Linked DNA regions of Arabidopsis thaliana: region 2 is linked to region 1. A link is a contact called in public capture Hi-C data. All regions are on one chromosome and are shown on one strand. The core of a region is the stretch at or near the end of the contact, and the rest is flanking DNA. Distances in the headings are between cores, read along the strand shown. Region 1 holds the start of AT2G22760 (basic helix-loop-helix (bHLH) DNA-binding superfamily protein). Region 2 holds the start of BLH4 (BEL1-like homeodomain 4).

The links. Capture Hi-C pulls out chosen DNA fragments and counts their contacts.
Region 2: a contact with region 1 is called in a capture Hi-C map of root, with 2.4 times the contacts expected there. The contact joins the promoter of BLH4 here to the promoter of AT2G22760 in region 1. A contact is called at or near these places in 1 of 26 Hi-C or Micro-C datasets (root) and 1 of 3 other capture datasets (root).

What each region holds. Positions count from the first base shown.
Region 1 is chr2:9,674,400-9,682,182 of TAIR10.1, reverse strand. AT2G22760 (basic helix-loop-helix (bHLH) DNA-binding superfamily protein) reads right to left here and starts at 4,339. Exons shown (of 3, transcript NM_127841.3): 1 at 3,731-4,339; 2 at 3,215-3,592; 3 at 2,681-3,086. The coding sequence starts at 4,171. The coding sequence ends at 3,018.
Region 2 is chr2:10,108,200-10,115,982 of TAIR10.1, reverse strand. BLH4 (BEL1-like homeodomain 4) reads left to right here and starts at 2,656. Exons shown (of 5, transcript NM_179713.3): 1 at 2,656-2,987; 2 at 3,205-4,203; 3 at 4,971-5,362; 4 at 6,521-6,581; 5 at 7,559-7,783. The coding sequence starts at 3,247.

The DNA.
Region 1 (7,783 bases), core at 3,090-5,589:
TTCTGTTTTTTTTTTCTTTTTGTCTTGATGTCTTTATTCACATCATTAATTGGTGAATTGAAAAAAATGTGGTTCAGTGTACCTCAAGCATACAATGTTACTATACATAACAAATATTTATCACCAACAGTGTTTATGTGGATAATAAATAATTTTTTCCCATATTGCAATGCTTTTTTTTTTTTTGTGTAAGCACCATATTGCAATGCATATTAAGATGAACAGAGAGAGTATTAGTTATACGTCTTGATTAATTATAATTCAAAAAAGAAATAACAATTTGAGATCTGTACGAATATACAAACAGGCAAACACCAGATTAATTAGTAGTACTCGTACATGTCATTACTTTACTCTTTATCTGAATTATTTAATACAAATAATTTAAATGGTTCGTGAATAATATATAACAAAATTGAGTAAAAATGATTTCATGATATATCCACCTTTAAGATGCTATTCTTTCTGGAAAAGATTGAGATCCATTTTATTAAAGCCTTTATAGTTTATATCAGTTAATGATCTCCACCCTCCATGTTACTCCTTACAAATTTTATTTATTGTTATTGTCTACATATTAATTGCGGAGATTTATGATGATAAACAAATATCGAATGAACCTTCTCACTACAAGGATCGTTTGAATAATTTAATGGAGTACATAAACTCCACATTATCAAAGAAAGATTTTCAGTTCACTCTTAATTTGTTTCCAACAAAAACTTTTGGGTATTTTTGAAACTCGTCAGATTGAACATGATTTGTAGATTGTAATCTAAGTTGTGGTTATGCTAGTATTATACCACGCTATCACCATCTGGACTTTTTTTTTTGTTTATAATTTATGTTGTTAAAAAACTGAACCTTCAAATAATTTTTCTATATACATGAAAAAAACAAAAATCATCTCCACAAGTTTAAAACTGTGGTTATGGTTTTATGAATGTTCGTTAGTAAATATTTCTAATAAGGAAAATCCGAATTTCTAATTTTTTTTTTGTATTATGGATGTTCGTTATCAATTCTGGAAAAAAATTTATACCTAACAATTGATTAAGACTACTCTCTCAAGTCTTAACGCTTTTAAAATGTATTTCGACAAAAAAAAAAAAACGCTTTTAAAATGTAGATGAATGGTTACAAATGCATTTACTTACATAATGCAATGTTTGAACGACGATTGATTAATTCCTTAAGTTATCAATAACAATGATATTTAAAGGTGATGTTGACTACGTAATAGAGCAAACACGTGATTTCTCATGTATACATATGGCCACGCTTTTGATAAACTTTCAACTGCAGTGGTTAGAGACTTTAGAGTTAAATCGTCCCGAGAGTGTTTTTTTCATTAAATATAACAATTTTGATTACAAACTAGTGTCCCGTGAAATTGACTTCTTCTTTTCCCACCGAATTTAGTTTTTTCATCTGCATGCTCTGAATGATACTATAATAGCAAATTAGACAATATAATTAAGGTGAATCAGGGAAAACTATCATTAATCAAGCATATTATGGCACACATGCTCTTGTGGTTATGTCAAAACCTCTACGATTATTCACTAATCAAAATCCAAGACAATGGAAGCTGAAGTAACATGTTCGTGTCGATATTCAAAGAGATGGAAACCATAAAATATATAGTAATTAATTATTGTGAGGTATTCACAGTGGTTGACTATCCTTTAACTTTTTTGTTTGTGGCAAAAGACAAGTTGTTGACGGAAGGAAAAAAAAACTTTTAACGGATTGAATTGATCACGTGATATATAGTACATGTGATTCATGTGATCACTCCTTTCTCGATATGAAGGGAGTTTTTAAATTCGAAACTTATTAAGAGAAGTAATTAGGCAAAACATTTTGGTATATGAGCCATTTAAAAGCGTTATTAACAGAGATAAGACATGTGTCAATCCGAAGATCACAAAGTTAAATGTTATCAAGCTATAGCTGACCCTTGATCGTGTGACTATTTATATCGGAAATCAAGAAATAAGAAAGAAATTTTAATAAGCTTAATTTATTGTAATTTTATTCTTAATCGATGCGCTGAATTATTATTTTTATTAAAAATCTTTATCTTAACTTTATAATTGATTAGTATCCCAGATTTGGGGTGAGTATAAACGTATCCAAGAAATGATTTTGTTAGGTGGTACTCAAAGGTTTTGAATTGGCTTTTAATCGTACCGCGTCGTGCGGCAATTATTATTTGGTCACGTCCCTCCGATACTGCCCTTGCCCTATGACTTCTAAATAGTTATTGGTAAATAGTAATAAATTTGGTTGAATTTAGCGTCATTTTTTTTTGAGCAAATGTAGCTTTTTTTTTTGTCGAAAGCAAATGTAGCTAAGTTGTTGAATTTGCTAACTACTGAAACTTTCAAAATAAATTACGAAAACTATAATTGTATATCTTTATTGGGGCAAAACTATAGATAATTAAGTTAATTCTTTTAATCCATTTTCATGCCCTACTATTTTTTCGTAAATATTTCAGAATTTTGTAACATTGACCTTCGATGTAATTTTGCTTTCTACAATATCTTTTTAATGTCAAGCAATCTTCTTTTCCTTTTTTTTTTTTTTTTTGATTGGTTAAAAGGTTTGCTTTCTACAATATGTTTCTTGTTGACATGAATGTGAATTTCATTAAGAATTGAAGAGGGTTTGTCAATAATTACAAAATACTTTAACAAGTCAGAAGGCATTACGACCATGCTAAGGATAAGGCCACATTTGTTTTTTTTTTTTGGACAGCGGATAAGGCCACATTTATTTCTGCCACTTAATAAAAAAACAATTCTGTTATATTTTAAATTCATTATTAACAAACAAAAAATGTTACATCTAAATTAATTCTCAACGGTCGTTATCGGAAATAGCTTTGCTAAAAAAACACATCAAACATGTGGGCACGTGTGAAAAAATCTCAAGAAGAAAACGATAGCAAATCCACGAAACGATTGTGTCAATGTACAGTCTCAGGTTACTAAAACTTGAAAGAAGACCTAAACCATTGCGAGTCTCAGGTTCCGTACAAGATCCTTAAGTATACTCATCGAAAAATCTTTATCCATCTGCCACACAAAAAGTTAAGAAAGCATAATTGTAGATTATCAGTTTCATTAATACATCAATATTATATTGGATGAACTACGAGTTATCCATTTTAGTATTGCATATATATATAGTTATTAATGATCACCTGTGCAAGGACTGTGATGTCGAGAGTCGAGTCTCCGAATGGCAATACGATGCTATTTTCAATGCGCAATTGAAAGTTTTCAATTGTGTTTAGTATGTTGATCATGCACCCTTTGCTTTTCTCGCAAAGGATTCGGATGAGAATGTCATTTTGAGAAATTTTCGCTTCGATTTCTGGTAATGCTTGATCGAATTCAATATGAACTGAAGGAGAACATGATAGGTTAGGTTCCTCGTCGAAAAACACTTTAGATTTCTTTACAAGAATCATGGATTCCATTTGTCTCGTTGCTTCTTTTTCTTCCTTGAGCGTTCTTAGTTGTTCTTGGAGTTGTTTCATACGCGAGATCGCGTCATCAAGAATCGTTACCTTGTCCGCCTAAAAAACCACAAGATAGTTTTGTATTCTCAAAACCAATTGACACTGATGAATTATTATTTTTTCTTCACTATGAAAATATCTATAGTTAAATATATAACAAATTTATCGATAATTTACAATTTAAATTTGCAATACCTTCTTAAGCCCGGGAAGGAGAGCTGAAAGAGCAATGAATTTTTCAGAAAGCTTCTCACGGCGCTTTCTCTCGGCTAAAACATGTTCTTTCGCAAGAACCGGAGATCTTGTGCCATGAGAACATGTTTTTCTTTTGGTTCCACGACCAACCAATTTATCCATAATGATCTCCTCCGCGGCTGGAGAAGAAATAACATTACTAGAGAAATCAAAAGAAATCAGTTGTTGCTTGTTGTTGATCTTCATCATAGGCTTCACCGCTGCCTTTGGCTTCTCTCTGAGGCACTCAAAATGCATTTGATGATCAAACTTTGACGATTGATCAGCTCTTCGTGAATTTGATAAAGATTCATCAGGTGATAAATTATTTTCTTCGTAAATATTAAAGTCGAAATCAATGTCTACTAGTGAGAAATCGGGTAAGAAAAAATCTTCATCCATACCCGAATATGAAGTAATAATCGATAAAGAAATGTCAAATAGTTTCCTGATTAAGACAAAGATAAATCGAGAGACGTCTTTATTGTTTTGTCGTAAAGGGTTTATGAATAGAAAGTGTTTTCAGGTATTCTTACTATATATTCGACAACGAGACGCGGCTTAAATTATTTTCTCCACTCCATAATTATGTTGACCAGATTGTGTATATAATGCATAAAACGTGACGTATATGTATAAACTAAACATATTATGATCGAAACTAGAAGTCTTCTCATTATTGTCTATAATGATCGTATAATTTGTTGGCTTCTAGTGGTCTGAGATTCATATACGTGTTATGAATTTGAAAAAAAAAAAACTACGTGTTATGGACCCAAAAAAAAAAAGTAAGAGAAGAGAGACGTGTAAATAAAATAAGCACGTGTTTTTGGTGTTGAGCTTATTCCCACTCGGAAACAACAAGGATATAGAAAAACTCTGTAAAGCCTCGTCCCCGTCTTCCCGTCCATCTAACAACCTCATTACTTTTTATAAAGGAAAATATACAAAAGTTATACTTTATTATCTTTTATTTATTATTTTAATTGTAATTTTATCCAAAAAAAAATCATATGAAATGTTAAGTTTTATACCGTTTGCAAATTTTTCATCCAGAAAATTACATTGTTAAATTGAAAGAGAAAAAAAACAAAATTTACTTACGAAACAAAAAATTACAACAATTTTTTAATGAGTTTGAAAATTCATGAACATATCTCGACTCGTTATACTGCAATAAATTAGATTAATGGTGGATATGATATCGAGGGATATGTTGCAGAAGAAGTTATGATACCATGTGGATGTCGACATCTATACATTTATAAACAAGTTGTGTTTGATAATTAATCGATCATACTGTTTTGTCTTTAAACTCAATTTGATTCCGATAAGGCGATAACGACCCCAGACATAATAAATGTCCCTACTCCCTACCAAACGGGTTATTTAGTCTTAACTGCACTAATAAGAGGCCAGACCAGGTTGGTATGATGACGAATTCACATATACATCCACTATCCAGCCCAAAAATGCAATGGTTCTGGGCCATGGCCATTTAAAAACAAACATTTCATATGAAGGATTTATGTAAGAAAATTAAAAAGTTAATATGCCTACAATATAAGATCCAAAATTAAGGCTTCCAATTAGTCTGGGTCGGTTTAATTCACTAGTTCTCTGATGAAACGATTATGTACTGATTCGACTAATTCAATGTAATGACTAAACAAAAAAAAAATAAAAATGTAATGACTAAAAAACTGGATAATGAATTAATATGAGCAAAAAAAGAATTAATATGACAAACATATTTTTAACTAAATTATAAATATCAAAATTAGAAATTGTTCAATTGGTACTGATAGTTTTTTTTAAACAGTACCAAAAATATTAAAATTATAAATTGCCTTTGTCTCTAGTAATATTGGACCTAATTGTTTCTTCTTCACAAGCAATTTTATTAAAAAGGTGGACTAGCTTTAATTTGCTCATCATCCCTTCGACAAAAACCCAAAAATTGAAATGGTCTCGGCATTCGCAATTTGAGTTTGAATATATTTTTCCGTAAGCAGATCAGGAACTTGCTCTCCAACGCAAATTCGGAACGTTAGGAATCCTAAGTCTAACTTAGGATAAACGCCAATGTATGCGGCATGGAATTGGTAAGCTCTTGGAATATTCTTTCCGTAGTAATGCGTACTACAATTATATGTGTGTACATGTCTATCGTCACGATATATTTGATAATAAAGATTTGGTACGTATCTCTTGAAATGAAGTCACAACAGTGCCTTTTAAAAAGGTCAGTAGAATTATAAAATGGAGATTTTGTTAGAAAATTTTGGATACGAAATCTGGATAACATATAATATTTTTTTATTTATGATATAAAGTGAGACAAATGTGTATCCATGCCATGGTCCTTCCGGTTGGTGGTGCGGTGGGGACGGGATATGCCGCCGAAATATCATAAATCCAGCTGACGACCAATCTTTTACTCACACACTCTCTTTTCCTTTTTCTTTTTTATATATCATATTATTACATTAACACACTATTTCGTCAATGAGTTTGGATAGGACCAATCATTTTCATTTTATTATTGTCGTCCTAATCAAACTCACTGTTAAGGGGCCTTCCAATTTTGTCTTTTTCCTTCGTCCATAATTCTAATAGTTGGGAACTAACCATTTATATTATTCTATTTTATATACAAAAAAAATAGATTTTAGGTATGAAAATTGTTAGTGTTATTGGTTAGCCACTGGATCCGTAATTATTTGAATTCTTCATATAATATCAAAAACAAAAATGAGTTATTATAATTATAGACTACGTACTAATTTTTTTAGTTTATCATATGTTGAATTTCTTCAAAGCGAGAAGAGAGAAGACAACAAAACAAAATTCTTATAAGCGAGCTCCTACTATAATTTAATAAGATATTTTCCATCAAAACCCAAAACCAAGTTAGATAAAAAAATTCTAACAAATGTAAATTATATATAGTATAAGCGTTATTTCTTATCTAATACCCCTACTAGTTTCAGAAATATACCAGTAGCCTTTCTCTTCCCATCATTAAGGACAATTATGGTCCAGAAACAAAATATCATGTAATTAAGATTGCTGTTAGCCTGTTAGGTACTTAAGTTTATGTGACCTTCTAGGCATTTTGGTTGGACTTTTTGGACCTGACGAAGACAAAACAAAACTCCAAAGAACACTTTTGGTTTTCACATTTGTTTGACCTCCGTGAAACGAGTTTCCAATAGAATAAGGAAAATGCCACGTTTTTAATTCAATTAAATAACTCATGGCTCATGCATTGCTTTGGTCGCCTGTTTTTAAGGAATTTCCACTATAACTATAACTTTTGCTTTTTACTTTTTTCCGTAAGATGTGAACTAAATCATGGGGAGTGGAAATTAGTTTAATTACTTATAAAATTGAGGTCTACTCCCACGTTTTCAATTCAATTAAATATTTTTTGTTTTTGTTTTTGTTTTACGATTATAGTTTTTTCTTTGGATTCAATTGCTATAGTTTCTAGAAAGCTATATATGTATATGTACATTCTGATAATGTGTGAATTTTCTCATACATAAAACTAAAAAATTTCAATAGATTAATATACGTATAGAATCTCAAACACTCCTTCATGCTTTGGTAAAAGTTGTCTGCTTTATGACTTTTTTCTTAAATCTAGCCAACTGAAGGTTTCTAATTTCGGTCCTCGTTTTAAAACGTTACTTTTGACTATATTTAATTAAATAAATTTAAAAAACATAATGATTAGCAAATGAAAAGGTGCGACTGAAAAAGTATTGCATGAAAAATTGATTTTATTTTCACTTTTAATACACATTTTATCACATAGACATAACTCATAAGTCATTACACGGTTTTGACAAAATGCTCGTGAACTGACCAAAATATTTTTAATGAAAAAGACTGAATCCAAATGCGTCCTAATTAAACCTGATTATAACAGTTTATTAAAATTTCCGTTTGCGATATATCAAACTCTATGGAGTATATACATACTTTAGTTAAGATTGAAGAGTTTTT
Region 2 (7,783 bases), core at 1,407-3,906, 440 kb before region 1:
AAGAAAGTTATTTACAATACGCCTTTACAACCTATATATAAGATTTTCAACTCACAAATTTTGTATCGACGTTTATTTTTTAGTGCTTTGTTAATGATTCATCGACATTGTTGTATCCAGTATTGAAGAATCAATGAATGTGAGGACGAGAGGAGAGTAACGTGTTGATGAAGTTACAAAGAGATATTTGGAAGATTTTGCAACCACCATTGAAGAGACTAAAACCAAAGGATCCATTACATGTTTTGAGTTACCTATCTATTAAATGCGTAAAGGAGGATAAAGGACACACCATACGTGTGAAAAAGGAGGTTCCACACGTGATCGATGGTTGTGCATACGTGTGAGTTAAGGGGTGGGATTCACGTGAGAGATTCACCCGACCAAAAACTATTTTTTTCGGAAAACAAATTTTAGTTTTCAAACATAGAAAATAAATCGAAAATAGAAAGATACTGGTAGGAGTGAAGAAGGTTGGGCTGTCAACTGTCAATCCCATTTGCAGTTAGAAAAAAAATATGTGAAAATTAAAATCATAAAAGTATATTTGGAGAATTTTAATGTAACTTCTTTCTTTGTTTTCTGTTTTAATTTTCTGCTATTTCAAGGACGTGAGCTATGAAAATAAGATTTTAGGTGGCTGGAGAAAGTTGTGCAAATAAAAAAGTGGCTTGAGAAATATTTCTAATTTTGATTATTTACAAACTTAAATTTTGATTTAGTTCGATGAAATATTAATCATTTACTTGGCTGCCCATGAATCACGATTCATATAGGAAATGTAAAAATAACTTACACATATTTTCTCACACAAACAAATGTGTTTTCAAAACAATAAATAATTTGGTAAGCGTTGTTGGGGTCACTTAAATTATGTTGATATATATAAGGTGGGGAGAGGCAAAAATAGCACGAAGTTTCAATTATGAAGTAGCTGAATTGGTAGAAATAACCAAACAGTTTTGAATTTAGGAAATAGTCCAATTTCTTATAGGCAACAAAAATATTCTAAATTATCCGTTAGCAAAAAATAATATTTATTGAGAAATCACTTGCATTAATTTAGATTAAGTAAATAGTTCAAACAAAAATTTGCGTGCTACACAATTTTCGATTTGGTATCTGATTCTGGCATGATAGATTCCAACATAAGTCTCCATAGATATATATACAAGTGGGCTTTTCACTTTTGCTTTCAAGCCTTCCATTAGTATTTATCCTATTGTGGATTTATAACCTACATAGCATATATCCAACATGTCTCTCTAACTGTTTGTGGGATGGATACGCACGTCAAATCGATTTTGGAAATTTTTTTTTTTTTAATATTTAATATACCTAGGATAATGTAATGACTAATGATACGTTAATTTTAACAGAAAATAATTGTGTTTGTATCTATACAACGTCATTATAATGTATGGCTGAAATTAATTTTATAAGTATAGGTTTAGAAAAAGAGATAGCTGAAGGTGTAGTTGTGAAACTACAGAACCATAAAATTTCGTTTTTTCCATGCATTAGTTGTGTGTGGATGGTTTACATATTACAAACATCGATGATGGTGAAAGGCTATCGGCCGACCGTGAAATCGTGCAGAGGATTAATCTTTGGATTTTAGTAAATATTTTGTAAAGATGATTTGGAGGTTTAGTCATCAGGCATGTTGTCATAACATCAAGGTTTTTTTTAAAACAATGGTATTTTTAAAAATATTATTGTTAAAGGGATATTTTTTAAAATGGGTAATCTAAAAAGCAATTTTAAAAAAATTTCAATAATCTTTGAGTGATAAAGTTTTATTAATTAATATAGATATAAAATAATATTTTGAAAGTTGAGAGTATCGTTTAACACAGAATGAGATATTTCCTAATCAATTAACACAAAATGAAACAACCTCGATTTGCAGCTAGATTTTTGCTTTATCATATCAAGCTTGAGGTAATCTCTAATGCTTTTTTTTTTACGATTTCGTGATGATAGATGTAATATAGCGGTTTCTGCAAAGAAATTTAAAATAATTGATTTAGCCACATATGTTACCAAAATGTAATTATAATTTGATCGATTTTTATGTATTTCATTTGTTTCATATTATAATTTGATCGATTTTTGATATATCGTATGATTAGTTAATTGAATAAATGTACATACATGAAAAAGTAGTCTAAAATGACATAGGTCTCCCCTAAACAACAAATACACACAATATTAAAGAATAAAATTAGAGAGCATCATAGGAATATTATATAAGTATTTAATTTGTCAAATAAGAATATTTTATTTTATTTTATTTTGGCTCGAAATAAGAATATATTGAAGCACAAAAATATGTGGAAGTATTTATGGTGGTGGTTTGGTTCATTGAGATATGACCTTTGGACTCACCTTATCTTCCTATTCTTTTTAGTTTGCTTTCATAAATTAGTTTCCAAATTAACTCCTTTAAAATGTTGATATCAGCCGACATTTCCGTGATAAAAAGTTTTTTTTTCTCTTATAAATAAATAATAACGTTGACAAAAAAAAAAGACAAGAAAAAAAAACAAGGATAATTTCGTAATTTCAGGATGTGTATAGTTTTTTTTTGTCTTTCCTCCTCATCGTTATTGATATGAAGAAACCTTTGCCGATTAAAATTAAAAAGAAGATGTTTATAAAAATACTTCATTATAAAAAAATGATAAATCAAGATTTTAATAACAAAAAAATATTAAAGAAGATTGGTGGGTTAAAAAGGGAGGCGATGAAGAAAGAACAGCGACCTCTTCTTCTCTCTTCCCTCTCTCTTCCTTTCTCTTTGGGAGAGATTTTTTTATAAGTTTTTGGTTTTGCAGAATTTGCTGAATAAAAACTCTCACTAACAGAGAAATATAAAATAAAAAGAGTACTCAAGAAAAAGAAAGCTAGAGAGAGAGGTATAGAAGAAAACGATAGCTATAAGCTCATCATCAATCATTTCTTTAATTCTCTGCAACTCCAAGGTACTTCCTCTCTCTCTCTCTCTCTCTCTCTATACCATATATGTAGATGATGACCGAAGCTGAAAGTGAGAACCTTAAAAGAGTTACAAGAAAGAGATTGGAGAAAAACTGTATAATACCTAGTTGACTCCTCTCTCTCTCTCTCTCTTTCTTTTTCTTGTATTTTTTTTTTGTATGTGTTATATAAGATTCTCTGTGTATGTCTGAATCCTTACAGGATCCAAGAGCTTTGGAAAAAAGATATAATGAATAACAAGATATGGGTTTAGCTACTACAACTTCTTCTATGTCACAAGATTATCATCATCACCAAGGAATCTTTTCCTTCTCTAATGGATTCCACCGATCATCATCAACCACTCATCAAGAGGAAGTAGATGAATCCGCCGTCGTCTCCGGTGCTCAAATTCCGGTTTATGAAACCGCCGGAATGTTGTCTGAAATGTTTGCTTACCCTGGCGGAGGTGGCGGCGGTTCCGGTGGAGAGATTCTTGATCAGTCTACTAAACAGTTGCTAGAGCAACAAAACCGTCACAACAACAACAATAACTCAACTCTTCATATGTTATTACCAAATCATCATCAAGGTTTTGCTTTCACCGACGAAAACACTATGCAGCCGCAGCAACAACAACACTTTACATGGCCATCTTCCTCCTCCGATCATCATCAAAACCGAGATATGATCGGAACCGTCCACGTGGAAGGAGGAAAGGGTTTGTCTTTATCTCTCTCATCTTCATTAGCCGCAGCTAAAGCCGAGGAATATAGAAGCATTTATTGTGCAGCCGTTGATGGAACTTCTTCTTCTTCTAACGCATCCGCTCATCATCATCAATTCAATCAGTTCAAGAATCTTCTTCTTGAGAATTCTTCTTCTCAACATCATCACCATCAAGTTGTTGGACATTTTGGTTCATCATCATCATCTCCCATGGCGGCTTCTTCATCCATTGGAGGGATCTACACGTTGAGGAATTCGAAATATACGAAACCGGCTCAAGAGTTGTTGGAAGAGTTTTGTAGTGTTGGAAGAGGACATTTCAAGAAGAACAAACTTAGTAGGAACAACTCAAACCCTAATACTACCGGTGGAGGAGGAGGCGGAGGGTCCTCGTCATCGGCCGGAACAGCTAATGATAGTCCTCCTTTGTCTCCGGCTGATCGGATTGAACATCAAAGAAGAAAAGTCAAGCTACTATCTATGCTTGAAGAGGTAACGTTTTCACTCAATATTTTTTCTCTAACCAAACTAATTAATTTTCTATCAAACTTTTAATGAACCGTTCTAATGATTGAATTGATCAAACAACCAATTTCATATCAATCGCTACAAAATTTTATTTTTCTTCGTGATTTTTTTCTTCTTATATAATTAATTCTAAATCGACCAATATTTTCATAAACTCTATATATGTTATTTTCTTAAAAAAATAAATGTATAGAGAATGACCGACTGGTACAAGAGCACGACACATGCTCTAGTTGGTAAAGCCTGATTACGCAATCCTACTATCACTTATATAATTTTTCTAACTAATATCATTATATGGTGTTATATGGTCTAATTTGATATATTAATGCATATTTTGTGTCACGCGTTTGGTGGCATCGCTTAATCAAATTTAACATAAGAAATTAATATATGATTGATTAAGTGATTTAGTCTTCACAACCATAAATTTTAAATTAGAGTTTCCTTCTCCATATAAGCTAGCCACCTTCACTACGTAACCAAAACTAGTCCTTGAAGTTACTTCATTATTTATCTTACAATTTATTTTGTAGTTGACATTATCTTCTTTCAAGAATTTAGTATATGTTCCAAGATAGCATAAATTGTTAGCAAGAGAAGATAACACATTGAAGTATCTAAACGAACTAATCACTTGAGGTTTATATTTTATCTTAGAAATTGAGCTAATAAAAAAAAAACAAGAACTCATCTATGTATAGTTCATTTATTTAAAATTTAATTTGTAGGTGGACCGACGGTACAACCACTACTGCGAACAAATGCAAATGGTAGTGAACTCATTCGACCAAGTAATGGGTTACGGCGCGGCGGTTCCGTACACGACATTAGCTCAAAAGGCAATGTCTAGGCATTTCCGGTGTTTGAAAGACGCGGTAGCGGTTCAGCTTAAACGCAGCTGTGAGCTTCTAGGGGATAAAGAGGCGGCAGGGGCTGCATCCTCGGGGTTAACCAAAGGGGAAACGCCGCGATTGCGTTTGCTAGAGCAGAGTTTGCGTCAGCAACGAGCGTTTCATCATATGGGTATGATGGAGCAAGAGGCATGGAGACCGCAACGTGGTTTGCCTGAACGCTCCGTTAATATCCTTAGAGCTTGGCTATTCGAGCATTTTCTTAATCCGTAAGTCCATTTTCTAATCCCTTAATAATACTTACCTACTCTTATTCTTCGATAATACTAATCTTCTTGAATGTTGACTATACATTATAAAATGTAGACTACCATAATGCATTGATACCAAGACTTTAACTAATATACGTTTATTAAACTTAAGTTATGAAAGTGACAAAAAAATTTTTTTTTTTATAACTCTTTTGTTATGCGGGAAGATATATTTCTATTTCAATCAAAATTAAAAGCTGCTGGCTTTTTTAGAAAACCAAAATAATTTTTGTAAAATGAAGTTCCGTTTCTTCACTGAGTTTGATTATTTTATGTTTATTACTACTAATAAAAATTTAAATATCAAATATTTTTTCCTTTTCATACCACCCATAAGAATGGTCAGCTAAGAGTACTCCAAAATAACAAGGGTAACAATTCATTGACTAGGAGACTTTCATGAAAACTGTATGTTTATATTTATATTAATGTAGGTTATATTGCATGGCAAATTAAAGGGTTTAAATAATTAATGCAACAAAAGAAGTTTGCAGAGTGAGATCGCAAACTTTTATGCTTTGGGATCATAATAGCATCCTAAGGGTTTCTCTGTCTCTGCCTAACCTTTCCTTTATAGTTTTTTTTTCTTTAATTTGCTTTAATTCATTCCACATACTATTATCAAAAGAAGTAACAATGCCATTAACATAACTACAAAAAAATAAGTCTCAGATTTGTCAGTGGTACAGTTTCATTGGTATATTGTCCCTTAAGAAAGACAGAAATCAAAAAGAGGAAAAAAAAAATCTAAAAGCTGAAAAAAGCAATTTCTTCTGTCATTATTCATCAGTACTTTCTCTATTTAATGTCTGCAGAATTTTACTATTTTGTTGTTAGTGAAGTAAAGAAGAGAAGAGTTGTACAGATAAATATTTTGCTTTATGATGAAAAATAAGTTAAGATACAAAAATAAAATAAAATGCTTCTATTCTGAAATCAGCTTTTTCTTTTGTCCCTTAGATTCTCACGCCCTTGTAAGGAGAAAGTTTGTACCTTTTCTTGCATCTACTTGATTGTGTTTTTCCTCTCTATCTATATTCAAAAAAAGAGAAAAGAAAAAAATTATTGGTTTAGGGTTCTAAAGATTGTGAAGTCATTTTCTGGTCTCTTTCTCAGGTACCCAAGCGATGCTGATAAGCACCTCTTAGCACGACAGACTGGTTTATCCAGAAATCAGGTCAGCCTTTATCTATATAGATACATACATCAATATTTTTTTAATATAATATGTTTTCATACTTATCATACAAGAACCCTTTTAATTACTCATTTACATATATGTACTTAACTCACAATTTACCATATATATCAATCATTTCATCATGCAAAATCTGACATGAGTGGCTTCATGTCTATTCTCTTGCATGGATTTTCAATATCACGAATCATTTGTTTTTCTTGGGGTTCGTTTTCTTCATTAAATACATTATCTACACTTACACACACAAGGATATATAAAACATAGGAGAGAGAGATGTAAGTATTTCTCAAGTACATGAAAGTTTGAAGCTTTCATTTCAATGTTAACTAGCAGACCTCTAAGTCTTGTACACATTAATTATTTACATCACAAGTAGTTTATTACACTTGGCTTCAAATATCCATTAGTATATTTCAACCTTCAAATTGTTGTTTTAACATTATTATGTTTCATGTGTTCAAATAAAAAAACATTATTATGTTTCAAATTTTTAATTTAGAAATTTCATCTAAGCCTTTCAGTAAATACATAAGTTAACATCAAATCAAAATTACTTGAAACATGTCAAAAGTTATCTTGTTCTTGTAAGAATATAATGAAAAATTTAATATATATCTTCTTTTTAATAGATGTCTCAAAGGAAACACATGTATCATAATTTTTACTCCTTTCCTATCATTTTAACTTAAGGTTTTAGCTATCCTATTTTTTTTGTTTCATTTGTTTAAACTAATTTTCTTCACAGTAAATGACTTATTATTTTAACTTTACTTAATATAAAACAAATGAAGTATATACAAAAACAATCAAAACCATATTTAATGTAAAAAGGAGTATTTCACATTTCATTGAAAAGTTTTTTTTTCCTTCTAAAAGTTAAGTTTCTTTTAATATTATAAACTTGTTAAGAGTAAATTGTGATTAATATTAGTTCATATGTCTCGTTTTTTCAGGTGTCAAATTGGTTCATAAATGCTAGGGTTCGCCTATGGAAACCAATGGTGGAAGAGATGTATCAACAAGAAGCAAAAGAAAGAGAAGAAGCAGAAGAAGAAAATGAAAATCAACAACAACAAAGAAGACAGCAACAAACAAACAACAACGACACGAAACCCAACAACAATGAAAACAACTTCACTGTCATAACCGCACAAACTCCAACGACGATGACATCGACA